Regions from separate parts of the Mus musculus genome. Here region 2 is linked to region 1. The links are chromatin contacts, called in public promoter capture Hi-C maps. All regions are on one chromosome and are shown on one strand. The core of a region is the stretch at or near the end of the contact, and the rest is flanking DNA. Distances in the headings are between cores, read along the strand shown. Region 1 holds the start of Peg10 (paternally expressed 10). Region 2 overlaps Ppp1r9a (protein phosphatase 1, regulatory subunit 9A).

Region 1 (7,413 bases), core at 3,573-6,072:
GGACATAAAGCTTTAAACTTTTGAACAAACATAAGTTTTAAAATAATTTTTTTCTTTTACCAATCAAGGCAAAATGGGCACTAGTTAAATTCCATGAAACAAAAAGATAAAAAATTGTTAATTAGCAAAGTTAGATAATATTTTAACCTGTTGAATATTTTAAAAAATAGAGGAAAACTGACATCCCACATGACACCTGTTCATCACCTTTGTCCCATCCCCCTGCTTTCTTAATAAGTACAGGCCCCACCCCCACCCCCGCCCCATCCTTTAGGCCCCTCCCCTGCCATAACCATCTGCAGACATTTTCCTTTTGTCCTAAGTTGTTCCTATGGCCTTTCCAATAAGCAGAACACACAGGTGACTAAAGTGTGACTTCTGTCATCTAGAAAAGAATGACAACTTCAAAATAAAAATTAAAACCTTCCTTAAGATGGTCTCAGCATGGCCTGGTACAGCCTGACTCAGGTCAGGAAGGTGCATGCCCTACTGGGGTGAGATTTATTGAAGCCAGGTCTGGTGGACATTATCACCTATAAAAGACCCCTAACTATAGGTCCGAAACTGCGAGGGAAAGCTGCAAACAATCACTATGCTCAGTAAGATCATTTAAGGTGAGCTTGGAGTTAAGGTGATGGGGGGCGGGGGGACTATACTCGGCCTGTGCCCCTCCCACCAAGCTATTCAAGGGGCTTTGCTTTTGGTTTTTAATAATATAATGCTAGTTAAACAAATTAAGTGCCTTATTTAGCTTGTGAGGTCACCAGTTGAAGATCTGTGACCTTCACCACTTCTAGGCCTCAGGCTTAGGCCTGTGGGGGTGGGCTTGAAATTTTGGGGTAGGACTCTACTACCCCAAAGTAGTTTAACCAGTAAGAAGTTATAAGGTATTGGGCAAACTGGTTAACAGTAACCATAAACAAGTAATGACAATGTTTACTGTAGGGAAGGACAGGTTGATGACAGGCAAGGAGCACTTTGCCTTCATTTTAATTTGATTTAAAAATTGGGGCTCCTCAAAACCCCTCTTAAAGGGCTGGACTGGGTGTGGGGATGAGGCTGCTGAGATCTCATTCCTGAGAACTGAAAGTTCACACTGTATAAGCCAGCTGCTTGAGAGAGGACCATCTTCATATATGATCATTAAGTTTTAATCAGTTAAGAATAAATAAATAAATACATCTGATTAATTATTAACCCTTTACAATGACTTCTTCAAAGTATTTTTAATTCCCCCAACACAAAGAGCAACAACAGTAAATCATATGTAAATGTCTCATTATGAAATGAAACACCATTAAGGAACTTTTAGTTGCTTTGAAATTTTATATATCTCATTTTCTTAATATTATGTGAATTATCTGTGAAATGTAATTTGCATATATTTTCCAATGTTTTGAATCTCTTTAATATGCAGATAAAATTCCCAAAGCAAAGCATGCATTTCAAGCTGTAATTATAAGCATATATTTCCCACAGATAGTTATACACTAGGGAGGGGCACTAGGAAGGCAGGAGATTGGGGGAGCAAAAGCCCCCTATTTCTCTCTTTAACAAAACTCTGGCTCATAGTAAATAATATGGAACCAGATTTTTTTTTTTTAATTTCTTCATTAATTTAGAAACATTTCTATTTGGCTTCTCTGTAAATTACACAGATGTTTAATTAAGCCAGTTGTAACCATTTCTGTCCTGCAATGTAACCACCCTGTTATATCACATGAATTTGAAATGTCAATATGTAGCATTAATAACCCACTTGCCCCAAATTTAAATTAGCTTTTTATGAAAAAAGCTAATTACTTGGGACACCAAATAATTAGCTTTTTATGAAAAAAGCTAATTACTTGGGATAACAAATAATTAGCTTTTTATGAAAAAAGCTAGTTATTTGGAATATAATTTAGTTGGTTCATATTATAATTACAGCTTACAATACTGAAGTTCAAAACCATACTTTTTTAAAAAGAAACTTTTAAATGTGTTTTCAAAAGGGCCAGCAACTCAACTCAGGACAGCAAAGCTCCTTAAGAAAAAGGAACAAAATTTCAAAAAACTTGAAGTCCCGCAGCAAGACAATGAATAATTAATTTATTCTGGCCATTTAACACACATTTAATAAATCCTTACTATGTGCCAAGCACACTTTACTATATGTAGGCAGGTCAGCCAGGGCTAATCACCTAGAATGTTTAAGAAATAACAAAAACAACAACAACAACAATGACAAACCTTTTCTATTCTAACAAACATCTCTCTCAGAAGCCAAGCCATGACACTAAAGCCCCTGAAAACTCCTAAGAAACACAGTGCTAGTCACCTCTGGCTTTGTATTTTCCAAAGCATTTAATTCCAGGAAGTCCAATGGTGTCTTGATCAAATAATTAAATATGAAAATATTTTTAAATTTAATTTTTAATTTAAAATAAGTAATTGCCTTCATTGCTTCAAGGCATCAGTTAGGCCTTTTTAAAAGTTCCCATATCCCCCACTATCAGGAGTTTTAATTGTGGGATCTTTTTATTTAATAATGCAATGCACTTATTAAAAGTGCTTATGCATGTTAGGTATACTTATTATTATTGTTGTTAATTATTCTTATTATTCTTCTATTTACTAGACACCTGTGGACAAAAAATAAAACCGCGCAACAGAGAAACCGCAGGGAGGCGGGGCTGTGCAGCCAGGCTCAGACAGGCAGAGGCGCACATGCGCACTGGAGGCAAACCTGAAGGGAGGGGTTGCAGCCCGCATTGCGCAGGCGCAAGCAGGCTGGGGGAAGGCGGGGCTCTGGGCCACCTTGGAGGAGCTCTGGGAGGAGCTGAACAGTAAGAGAGGCGGGGCCTTGGGGGCGGGGGCTAGGCAGGCCACCTCAGAGGAGGCGGGCCTTGGGGGTGGGGACCAGGTAGGCTGGCTCTAAGGCGTCAGCACTTGGGAGGTTGGGCCTGTGGAAGCATGTTCTGGAAAAGCGCGCGACAGGCGAGGCGCGCGGCCTCTCTGCAGATGAGGCAAGGCTAGATGGGCGGGGCAGGTCTGAGACTGGCTACAACAGGGCTGCAGAATGACTGCATGCCTCCCCCCGCCCCCCTACCTCCCCAGACCCCTCCCACCAGCTCCCAACCACCAGATCCCTTCCGTGCAGCAAGAGTGAATCCCCCACCTCCCACCGTCCCATCATCTCCCACCTCCCATCATCTCCCACCTCCCATCATCTCCCACCTCCCACCTTGGCTTCGTGCCCACCCAGAAAACCGGACAGTTTCCACAAACTGTTGCTGGACACCCATTCGTGTCCCCAAGTCCAGTGCACCGTCACCGTCACCTCAATCAATCACCACTAGACAAGGCAGGCCATTCCGCCATCTCCAAAATCCAGCACCCCTCCACTCCACTGCCATAAGCAGGAGTTACGTGGGCAGAATGTTAAAACCAATTTTGGCCTCCCAGGGCTCCATTTTGTTTACCACCAGCACCACCACCATCATGCAGATAGCCGTCCGACAGGAAAACGGAGCCAGTTTTGACCCGAAAGGTGAACTGTGTTGTCCCCTCACCAAGGAGAGATACGTTCTCTCGTCTTCCCAACGCTACTTTCTGTGTCACTTAAGAGGCTGCAGGTCTTATGCCTGTGCCGCAGTTTGTAGCGCATTTTCTAAATTCACTCTTGTTGCGCTTTTGCGTTTGGTTACTCTCCTGCAGCTTTCCAAATTGAATACGTGAAACACGAATCGGTTTTGGGTATCACCGTAGTTCGGGCTGGTTTGTGGCGCATGAAGCGCCCCGTTCGCCCCGTTCACAGGTTCGCCTGTTCGCCCGTTTCATTTGCTCGTTCGTACGCTGAAGCGCATGAAGCGCCCATTAGTACAGTGAAGCGCATGGCGCGCCCATTAGTACAGCGAAGCGCATTAAGCGCTCATTAGTACATCGTAGCACATGAAGCGCCCATTAGTACAGCGAAGCGCATGAAGCGCCCATCAGTTCGTAGCGTGTGAAGTGCCTATGAGTATTTTGTAGCGCATGAAGCGCCTATGAGTATTTTGTAGCGCATGAAGCGCCTATGAGTATTTTGTAGCGCATGAAGCGCCTATGAGTATTTTGTAGCGCATGAAGCGCCTATTAGGATTTTGTAGCGCATGAAGCGCCCGTTAGTTTATCACAGCGCAAGACGCGGCCGTCTGCAGTGCAATCCGTTCGTAGCGCGGCACTTAAGAGTGCAGAGCCAGTCACTTTGCAGCGTATTTGGGGAGCTCATCACAATTCGGTCAGTAGCTCATGTGCGTCTGCAGCTCATCGCTGTCCGCAGCTCATGTGTCTACCGACCATTTCTGGACGCGAGTCGTGGAAACCGAATTCGCGGACCCGAAGCCGTGAAGACTTGCTTTCCACGCTCTCGTCTCAGGATCTGGCCACTGAAGGCTTGACAAAATTTGCGAGGAGATATTTTGGGGGGCGCTACTTTTATCTCCCGCAGCTCCCGATGTAAAACGGGGATTGCGTGTGACCGTTTTCTTGGAGTTAAAAAAAAAAAAAAAATCCTAACCATACTCACCACACGAGGATTCCTCTGCGATGCCACGAAGGATGAGGGGTCCCGCGACGGCCCGGTCCACTGGGTGACCGCGGTCCGGAGAAGGCTCCGGACCGCAGCCCGCGCAGCAGACCTAGGCGAGGCTCGGTGGACCTTCTCGGTTGGCTGCTCTCCCCAGGTCGTAGTTGGTCAGGATTCTTCGACACACACCAACTCAAGTTGGAAACGCGTGTATCGGGAGTCCGGACTGCTTGCCTTATATAGAGAGATCCTAGGAGGGGGGGCGCCAAATCCCAGCGTGCTTCGCGAGCAGCGGGGGCGGAGGGGGGCGCGTGGGCGGGCGCCTTGGGGGATGGGGTGGGGGCGCGGCATGCACTGCTTTGGCCCGCCGCTAGGGGCAGCATGGGCTCAGGAAGGGGGGGTGCGCGATGCTGAACTGGCCAAGCTGGGAGGAAAAAAAGAAAGGGAGGGGAGGGGAGGATCGAGGACGGTTGGCTTAGGCAGGCCAAGAATGCTATTATTCTGGTGGTGGGAGCTGGGAGACCCTTGTGCTTGGACGGGAAAGGGTCGGGGGACACTCAAGATGAGCCCCGCGACCACTGGCACATTCTTACTGACAGGTTAGTGGCCTGCGCGCGACATGGAGGTTCAGGGGCCCACAGGCCGCCGCCTCACACTCCCCCACTCGGGTTCCGGGGTACCAGGGCGTGCCCAAAGGGTGCTAGTCCCGCTCTATGCCCAATGCCTCCCCCTCACAGCACCCCTCTTTCAGGACACCCTGCAGCCCACCTTTTGGGCCAAGTGGGTCCCTCCCCAGGCTTGACCCCTGGCCTTCTCTTTCTCTCTGCACCCCCACGGCCCCTCCCTGTCCAGCAGGGCAGGAATTCAGCTCCAGTTTCCATTAAGAAGGGCGCCCCTCCTCGCCCCCCCAGCCTAGTGGTGGACATCTTCTGATCCCTGAAACAGACTTGGGGGGTCGTTGCCCCTCGGGGTGGGGATGGGGGTTTTATCCCACAATTGAGACTCCCTGGCCTAGATGTGAACCAAAGGACATGTCTGGCCAGCTGCTTTCTCTCTTACACAAAGATGTACATCTTTTCTCATTTTCTGGGATCTGGTTGAGAGAGAAAAAGACCACCAAAATGTGACATTTAAAAGATCGAAGCCCCCCCCCCCCCGCGCGCTTTTTTTTTTTTTTTTTTTTTAAAGCATATTTCCTGGTGGCGCGAACCTGATTTTTCCTTAGGTTTTACCGAACACGGAAGCAGGATCATGAAATTCTGGGAGCCAAACGGCGGTGTGCAGGTCAGGGTCAACCATGGCTGGGGGCCAGAGATGCTGCAAACAGCACCCATTGCCCTACTAAATACGTTACGAAGGGAAAGCAAGAACAATTGAAAACAGCTGTGGATGCTTCCAATGTTCTTGGCGGGCTTTGGAAGCCTTCAGCTACGGACTTTGTGAGGTTTACACGGAGACCTCAGCTTCCCCCCCCACCCCGCGCCGTTTTATGTTTCTAAATCTTGTGGGTGAATGAATGTTTTGGGGAGCAGTAACTGTAGGTTCAAACCTTTGAAACAGGTCACCGAGACTCAGCTCCAAGCATTTCCTTGGCTTGAAACATAAACCTGTAAATTTTTTTTGTTTGTTTGTTTGTTGTTGTTGTTTTGTTAGAGAAATTTGCAAAGGAACAAGGCATTCAAATACTGACTGGGAAAGGATGTTAAATAAAACCTTAATTCGGATTCCCACCTAAGCTGCTCAAAGTCTTAGGTGCTGAGAAAATTAACAATCTGTTGCTAATCTTTGTCAAAAAAGTTAAGGTTAAAAGGAAAATCAAATTGTCTACAACTGAGTTAGATTTATAAATCACAGATGAAACATATTTGTTTTTTAAAGACTAAAACTGAGCATATTTCAGCAATACTTCTGCAGCATTTTTTTTCCTTAAAGGAAAAACAAGACTTTGACCCATTGTGAACGACAGGACCCTGCGCTGTACAAAGCATTAAGCTTTTTAGCACTAAGCAAAACTCATTCATTTCCTGGGAATCTACTTATTAGAAATTAAATGTTGACCTCCAGAAATAAATAAGTGCAGATTTCCAAGAGCAAAGGACATTTATCTAGGAAATTGGGCGAACATAATCATTACTTTTAATTTAAAAGTGTTTATCCTTTTCTGCAAGACAGACTGATTCCAGGATTTTAAAACAATGTTTATTTAACAGTCCCTGTTCCGGTGACTGCGGGACTCTCATATGCTTACGAGCAATTTCTTTCACCCTCAAAGTTAATTCACCAAGCTGTTCACTGAGAGCTTTTTAAGAGTTCACTTTTAAAAAACTGACACTTACAGAAAACATGGATCTAAAAAGTAAGGAAAATTCAAGTTTTAAAAATCACCCATCTTTCAGAGCTTAAATTTATTTGACTTTTTCATTTCAAAATGTTAGCCAGTATTTTTATTTTTTGATTGATTGACGGCCTAAAAAATAGATATGGCTTTGTTGGTACTTGTGTAATAATAGTAATTCTCTCTCATGGTCCAAGTTCCAGAAGGTACCTTACTAAGGCAACCAAGATCACCTGTGACATCCTTGGCTTGCTCTGGTGTCGGCAAAGTGCGGTTTGCCCTTCCAGACTTCCCTCTATGCTTACAGAGGGATCTAAAGAATATGGGTTTTTATAGGGTTGTATATACTTTTTTTTCTCAAAATTAAATATTGAATCAAATTAATTTCTTCCCCTGTTTTCTTTCCAAGTAGTGGATTTTGAGCATCAAATAATACTAATTTTACAATTTTCTTTAAAAATAAGCAACATTAAATTAATATTTCCTGATTGAGGTATATGAACAGCAACAACACCTAAGTATTTCAAAC
Region 2 (6,495 bases), core at 1,136-3,635, 330 kb before region 1:
TCAATTAATCTTTCCTTCGGACTCTATGTAGATGATACGCATTGCTGCCTACAGTAAAGCAAATGTCCAAGTATTCAATGCCCCTATTATGAAAAATACAAAACAAAGGCTCACAGACCTGAAGAACGACAAGAAATGCCATCACTCAAAACAAGAATCCTCTTAACATGCTTTGTTGTCCAGTTATTCTGTGTGTCTGAATAGAGACAGAACCATGAGGGCAAACACAGCGTGAGCTTACGCTGTGGGGCTCAGGCTTTGAGGCCAGGGAGAGCATCAAGCTGAAATTTGCTAACCACTAGTGCAGCAGCTAGAAAAAAATCTTGGCTACTAAATTTACAGGGGGAAAATATCTATCTCCAGTGCTTTAGAGGCTCAGTGAGACTGACTCGTAGACAAGTGTATGATCCCAGGTTTTATGCAATCATTTTCCCCTAAAAAAATCCGTTCAAGTGGCAATGAATTCTGTTTGTTTTTGTCAAACAAACACCTAAATAAGCCCCAACATGTAAAGAAGAAACTTTGAGTAATATTATGTCCCTAAGTATGAATGTTCATCAGATTCATTCATTCACTCAAGCTATGAAATTAGAGGAAAATCAGCTCCCCCACCCTCTTTTCCTCTTCTCTCCTTCCCTTTCTCTGACACACACACACACACACACACACACACACACACATACATACACGAGAGGGAGAGAGGCAGACACACAGAGACAAAGACAGGCAGAGGGAGGCAGAGGCAGAGGCAGAGGCAGAGGCAGAGGCAGAGGCAGAGGCAGAGGCAGAGGCAGAGGCAGAGGCAGAGGCAGAGGCAGAGGCAGAGGCAGAGGCAGAGGCAGAGGCAGAGGCAGAGGCAGAGGCAGAGGCAGAGGCAGAGGCAGAGGCAGAGACACAGAGACTCTAAAAGCTTCAGTTGAACTTTTTGGGAGCTAAGTGTGATTAGTCAAATCCTCAAAGTACCTGGAACAAAAATGATTATGAGATATAAAACTTATTTGAGGAGGTTTAAAATGACTGAATTCTCTGAGTGCCAACTCTCTTACTTGTAAACCTCTCTTTAACTAAACACAGGCAAGCAAAACAGAACTAACTTTACATCGAGCAGACCTTGAGCTTAGCATCCTCAGGCATCCTCCCTGTGCTTTCCAAGGGCTGTCCTTATCAGTGTGCTCCCATACCTTACTCTGGACTGGATGACTTATCTAAGTGTGAAACACTAGGCACTGGAAGGAGTTCTGAGATGGAGCCCAACATCTGTACTTTACACCCAAGGACAAAGAGCCTTAGGTGGGCCTCTTCTTTTTCTCACCACTTGATATGTCCCATAGTCCCTAGACTATCAAATATAAAACCTTTCTATCAGTAGAGAAGCACCCATCTAAACTTTAGAAAATGTTCTATAATCCTAGAGAAGGCTTGCAGCCCAGGGGGTTCTAGTAAGCCATACAACACTGGAGCCGGGAAGTGAAAACTGGGCCAAGGCTTTGAGATATTGTGTTTAGTTTCAAAATCTTAGATAATATATTTTTAGATTTAGTATTCCAGTACAATAAGAAAATTCTTGCCAAAATTCCTCCACGAGTGCAAACTGAAATGGAGGAAACAATTGTAAGAGACTATTTCCTCCACGGACAATCATTCTAATATACTACTCTTTGATCTAAAGGTAACTAATGCCAAGTGGGGTGGCCACACTTGTAATCACAGAAGCAGGGAGGCCGAGGGCAAAGGGTTGCTATGAATTCAAAGGCAACCTGGGCTTGCTTGCACAGAGGGAGAACCTGTCTAAAGAAACAAACAAAAACAGAACAAAACAAAATGTTAATCTATATGCCACCTGCAATGGAGTGAAAACTTCATATGTATTTGTTAAAACATGCTAAATTCAACACACATTGGGAAGACCTAAATGTCCCCTCATTAATCTCTTTCTGTGTCCTCGATGAAAGCAAAAATAGAGCCTACATAAATAATACATTTAGATTAGCAGAGGTTGAAGGTATGAAATATTACTATGCTTATGTCAGTCATTAAAATAAAAGGATATTTATTTTATCTGAGCATTTACATGTTTATGAAGTATGAAATACTGCAATTAAATCATTGATGAATCTTTTGACATGCCCATATGAAACATATGAAATTTTGAATGTGTTTGCAATGAAGTGTGCTGTCCCAGCATATCAGCATGCACTTGGCACTGACATGAGACATAGTCCAGTATCTGTGTCTCATTACAGCCCAGAAGGGTTCCAGAGAGCTTTGTTCCCTTGGGGGTTAGTGTTGACTCATTCACTTGATCTTCTACAGAGCTCTGGATGTAAGAGCGTTCCAGTGTGTACCTGTGCCATGGGACATGCACCAATGGAAATGCTTTGCTCTGCACTGTGTTAGCACAAATCACTGTGAGCACATCCAAAAAACGTTCTCTTCCTGGGGTGAGAGGGAAGCCTCTGGAAAGCCTCAGACATCTTCATTTATTTTCTGTTTGTTTGTGCATGTGTGTATGTTTTCATTTAATGTTTTACTGATTTTTCAAAAAAAAAAAAACAAAAACAAAAAAAAGTATTACATACTACTTTAGAACATTTGGAAATGATTAAAAAAATATAAAGCAGAAAGAAAAACCATCTAATCCAACAATACAGCCATTATTTATATGGGTTCTTTGAATGCCTTTTTGTAGGAATTTCTTTTCAATAGTGTATTAAAAGTTAAGACAGATTTGCTTCCGCAGTGTTCACAAACACCAGGAGAATTTCAGGTCCAAATGGCACTTCTTTTCTATGAAGTTGAATTCCAGCTTGGTGTAGACGACACCTTCCCTAGGAAATGGCAAAGAGGTCATAACACGGGAGCAGCACGTGAGAAGTGCAGGAAGGGGAAGAACGGAGGTCCCTACCTCATCGTCGTCAGCATCATACTGGGCATAGTGACGCTCCAGAAGCTCCCGCTGTCGCCGCTCTTGTTCCAGGGTCTGGCTGATCAACTGGGCAACCTCACTCACTTGTCCTGGTTTTTCTCGTCCAATAACGAATCTGCGGGAAGGTTAAGAGAAACTAGTGGAGTACAGTCACAACAGCTAATGAATGTGGTCACACTCAAGCTCGCAGCAGGCTACTTAGACTAAGAGATACTATGACCCATGTATTTGGAACAGCCAAGGGGTGACAGAATTATTCAGCAAGATAAGCGATGTTACACACACAGCTAACAAAGTAGAAGAGGGGTGGCAATAAGGACTGTCCATGAAGAATAACACCCTCAGGAAAGTCACAATTCTTCACACAATTGATGACTTAAGAAAAGGAAGCCAGAACATTGTTTCCTGTATCCAATGACCTAAAACATCTCTATAGCAATGTCCCACAATACTAAAAAACAAACAAACAAACAAACAAACAAACAAAACAAAACAAAACAAAAAACAAAAACCCAAAACAAAACTGCCTAAAAAACATTTTGCAGTAGACCCTATGCTGTAGCTAGGGGAGGAGCATTGATTTTTGATACTTTACAAAGTAGGAGAAATAGAAGAGTTTTGCTCTGTCTCTGTCTCTGTCTCTCTTTCTCCTCTTTCTCTCTTGTGTGTGTGTGTGTTGAGTGGGTGCATTAAAAAGAGGGTGATTCAAGAATTGATATTAATCTTATAAGACACTGAGTTAAAAACGAAACTGGAAAGACATTAACTTTCTGTAAGCCATGTCATCTATGATCAGCCCTTGTAAATAGAATGTGGTTTATTTAACATTACTTCCATGTTAGTACATAAATCTATTTTTCTAAAAATGAAAATAATATGTCTAATATATATATGGTTTCTAAATATGAGTATCATTATTTGAAATGTTACACTTAGTCTTTTCTACACTTAATTGATAAACAATCCTTGATTATAGGATGTTGTTTTAGTCAATCTTAAGTAACACAGATGACCATTTTCTGAATAAGGACACTGATGACCAAAGCTTTCGTTCTTAGTTGCCTCTTCCAAGTGCTTTCACATGGTTTCAAAAAAGACTTAGCTTAGACATAAACTCAGTTGTTCATTATTTCATTTACTGTTGGCAATCAAGTGTAAGTAGGAGCCTACATATTTTTGGTCAGATACAATTCATCTAGAGGATGATGCATCTATTTTAAATGGTTGGCTCAATAAAAATGACAGACACACCGGCCTGTGATCAGTACCTCAGTGAAAATACGGGACCATCAACACCCAAAGCATTTCCTCAGACTGCTTCCCAGAATCCTTCGTCCCTTAGCTCCACATTAATCTTCTGAAGTTTCAATTAAATGGAACTGCAGTGTATAGTGAAAGTTTTACTGTGCACGGAATATGCTTGGAAGAAATATCCTTCTATTAATAATTCAAAAATTAAGATGGATTTTGGATAATATGCATCAAGTTATTATAAGTATGTGAGCCTTTACAGACAGGCTTTCATTCTCCTTTAACGCGTTACTAAGAATGGAGTCGAGTCAGAAGTAAACGGATGTGTAACTTTTCAAACAGTTGCCAAGTTGTCTTATGAAGAACTGGGTACCATTTCATAGTCAGCTCACAGTGCACAGAAACCACATTTGCTGCACACCCTCACCCACACCCGGTGCAGGCACCTTCTGCAGGGACAGCCACTAGGTGGGTGTCTGCTGATGTCACTGCTCTCACGACAGGGACCCATCCTTTCGAAGCTTACCACTCAGACCTCTTCTTCCAATCTTGTCTTTCAATCATGAGATAATTATTTCAAAACTTTTGTCCATTACTAAATGTGAGTTCTTTATTTCTATGATTGAGCTGACATAACTCAATATGTTCTGGTAAATGTTTTGTCTATGTATCCTACAGATATGAATACACATAAAATGTATACATATGTACATATGTGTTTAATTTACTACCCTCTCCCAGTTTATGCTTTCCCATCTCAGCTTTTCAAATTATGTCTACGGTGTTTTTAAACAGCCGTCAGTGTCTGTTGCAACAGATGACCATCCACAACACCATGGGGAAGAAGTGAATTCACACTGACGATGTGATGAAGTTATCCAAGCTTCCCAGCAACTATTTGTCAACACGATAATAAACACACAACTGCTGATGGACTACTGAGTAGCTTTCAATGAATAAACTGCTGAATGACATCAGAAATAAATTATGTCTTTCAATCAATTCTAATTCTTAAGAATTTTGCCACTTTATGATTAAATATTTCCTATTTTTTCTTAAATTTAAAATTGTTTCTTAAAGTTAAATTTAATTTCCAGGCATAATGTGTCATAAGGCTGGTTTCTTTCTTTCCAAACAGCAAGTAATTTCAACACCATTTGTTAAAAAGACTGTTCTTTACAAATATTGAATTACTTGACTACACTGTTTCAAATTAGTTGATTCTACACTTGTGGGGTGATCTCTGGACTTTGCAGTCTGTTCCATAATGTGTTTATAATTCTACCAATACACCAATTCCATGGCTGTTATACAGTAAACGCTTAAAGTAAGTGAAGAGTTCTTGACCTCTGCTGTCTTTTGTCTGCATTTGCATGGAAACGTTATAATCAGTCTCCCAGGTTTCCCAGGAAAACCAGAGCCCACTGGGATTTGTTCTGGAGTTACTTTGAAAAGGCATCTTGACAATATGAGCTCATCAAGTCAGTAAACACAGAACATGTCTGTCTTTACTTAATCGTTACTCTCTCAGGTCCAAGGTCTTAACCAATTTTTGTTTTATCTACAAGTAGTTTGTGATTTTTTTTTTAATTGTAGAATGTTGAATAAAACTGAATCATAAACACTGCCCTGTCTTCTGCAATCTAGCTAAACTAAAGCACTATTTCTATGAGTTTTCAATAAATATGTAAGGATTTTTCTCAGTAAGACTGTATTCTCCATGAAGAAACACATTTTGACTGTGTGTTCATTAGGGTTTTATTGCTGTTAAGAGATACCATGACCAAGGCAACTCTTATAAAGGAAGCCATTTAATTGGGGCTGGTTTACAGTTTTGAGGTTCAGTCCATTATCGTCATGGCAGCATGCAGGCAGACATGGTGCTGGAGAAGGAGCTGAGAGTTCTGCATGTTGGTCAGACGGCAGCCAGGAAACAACTCCCTTCCTTCCTGGGCAAAGCTTGAGCACCGCGAGTTCTTAAAGCCTACCTACACACTCACACACTTCCTCCCACAAGGGCACACCTATTCCAACCAGGCCATACCTCCTAATAGTGTCACTTCCCATGGACCAAGCAAATTGAAACAAAGGAGTCTATGGGGGTCAACCCTACTTAAACCACCACAGACTTCTTTCCCTCTTTTCTGTTTGTCTACACATTACAAAGGTTTGACAGTATCTTTGCTTTCTTTCCCCTCTTCTATTATAAAATGTGAACTCTGGATTGCCAAAAGATATACAAGATGATTTAACTAAGAGATAATATAATCTCTATGATAAGATAATCATTAATGTCTTAAATTAATATTGATGTGTGA

The links. Promoter capture Hi-C pulls out the DNA fragments that hold promoters and counts their contacts.
Region 2: a contact with region 1 is called in a promoter capture Hi-C map of second pharyngeal arch cranial neural crest, with 2.4 times the contacts expected there. The contact joins the enhancer-like site here to the promoter of Peg10 in region 1. A contact is called at or near these places in 4 of 39 promoter capture datasets (cranial neural crest, frontonasal cranial neural crest, neutrophils and 1 more), 1 of 484 Hi-C or Micro-C datasets (embryonic fibroblasts), 5 of 115 datasets of contacts at active chromatin or transcription factors (embryonic limb bud, embryonic midbrain, embryonic stem cells and 2 more) and 1 of 9 other capture datasets (adipose tissue).

The regions. Positions count from the first base shown.
Region 1 is chr6:4,744,715-4,752,127 of GRCm38.p6, reverse strand. Peg10 (paternally expressed 10) reads right to left here and starts at 4,822. Exons shown (of 2, transcript NM_130877.2): 1 at 4,550-4,822. Sgce (sarcoglycan, epsilon) reads left to right here and starts at 4,924. Exons shown (of 11, transcript NM_011360.3): 1 at 4,924-5,148. The coding sequence starts at 5,040.
Region 2 is chr6:5,074,026-5,080,520 of GRCm38.p6, reverse strand. It overlaps Ppp1r9a (protein phosphatase 1, regulatory subunit 9A), which reads right to left. Exons shown (of 16, transcript NM_001363809.1): 6 at 2,906-3,041. Among named protein-coding and RNA genes, the nearest start is that of Gm52886, 23 kb to the right of the region's middle. Within about 2 kb of position 2,385, at least 6 of the 459 cell types and tissues checked have an H3K27ac peak or open chromatin away from gene starts, as enhancers often do. A contact at or near this core is called in second pharyngeal arch cranial neural crest, where this site is marked.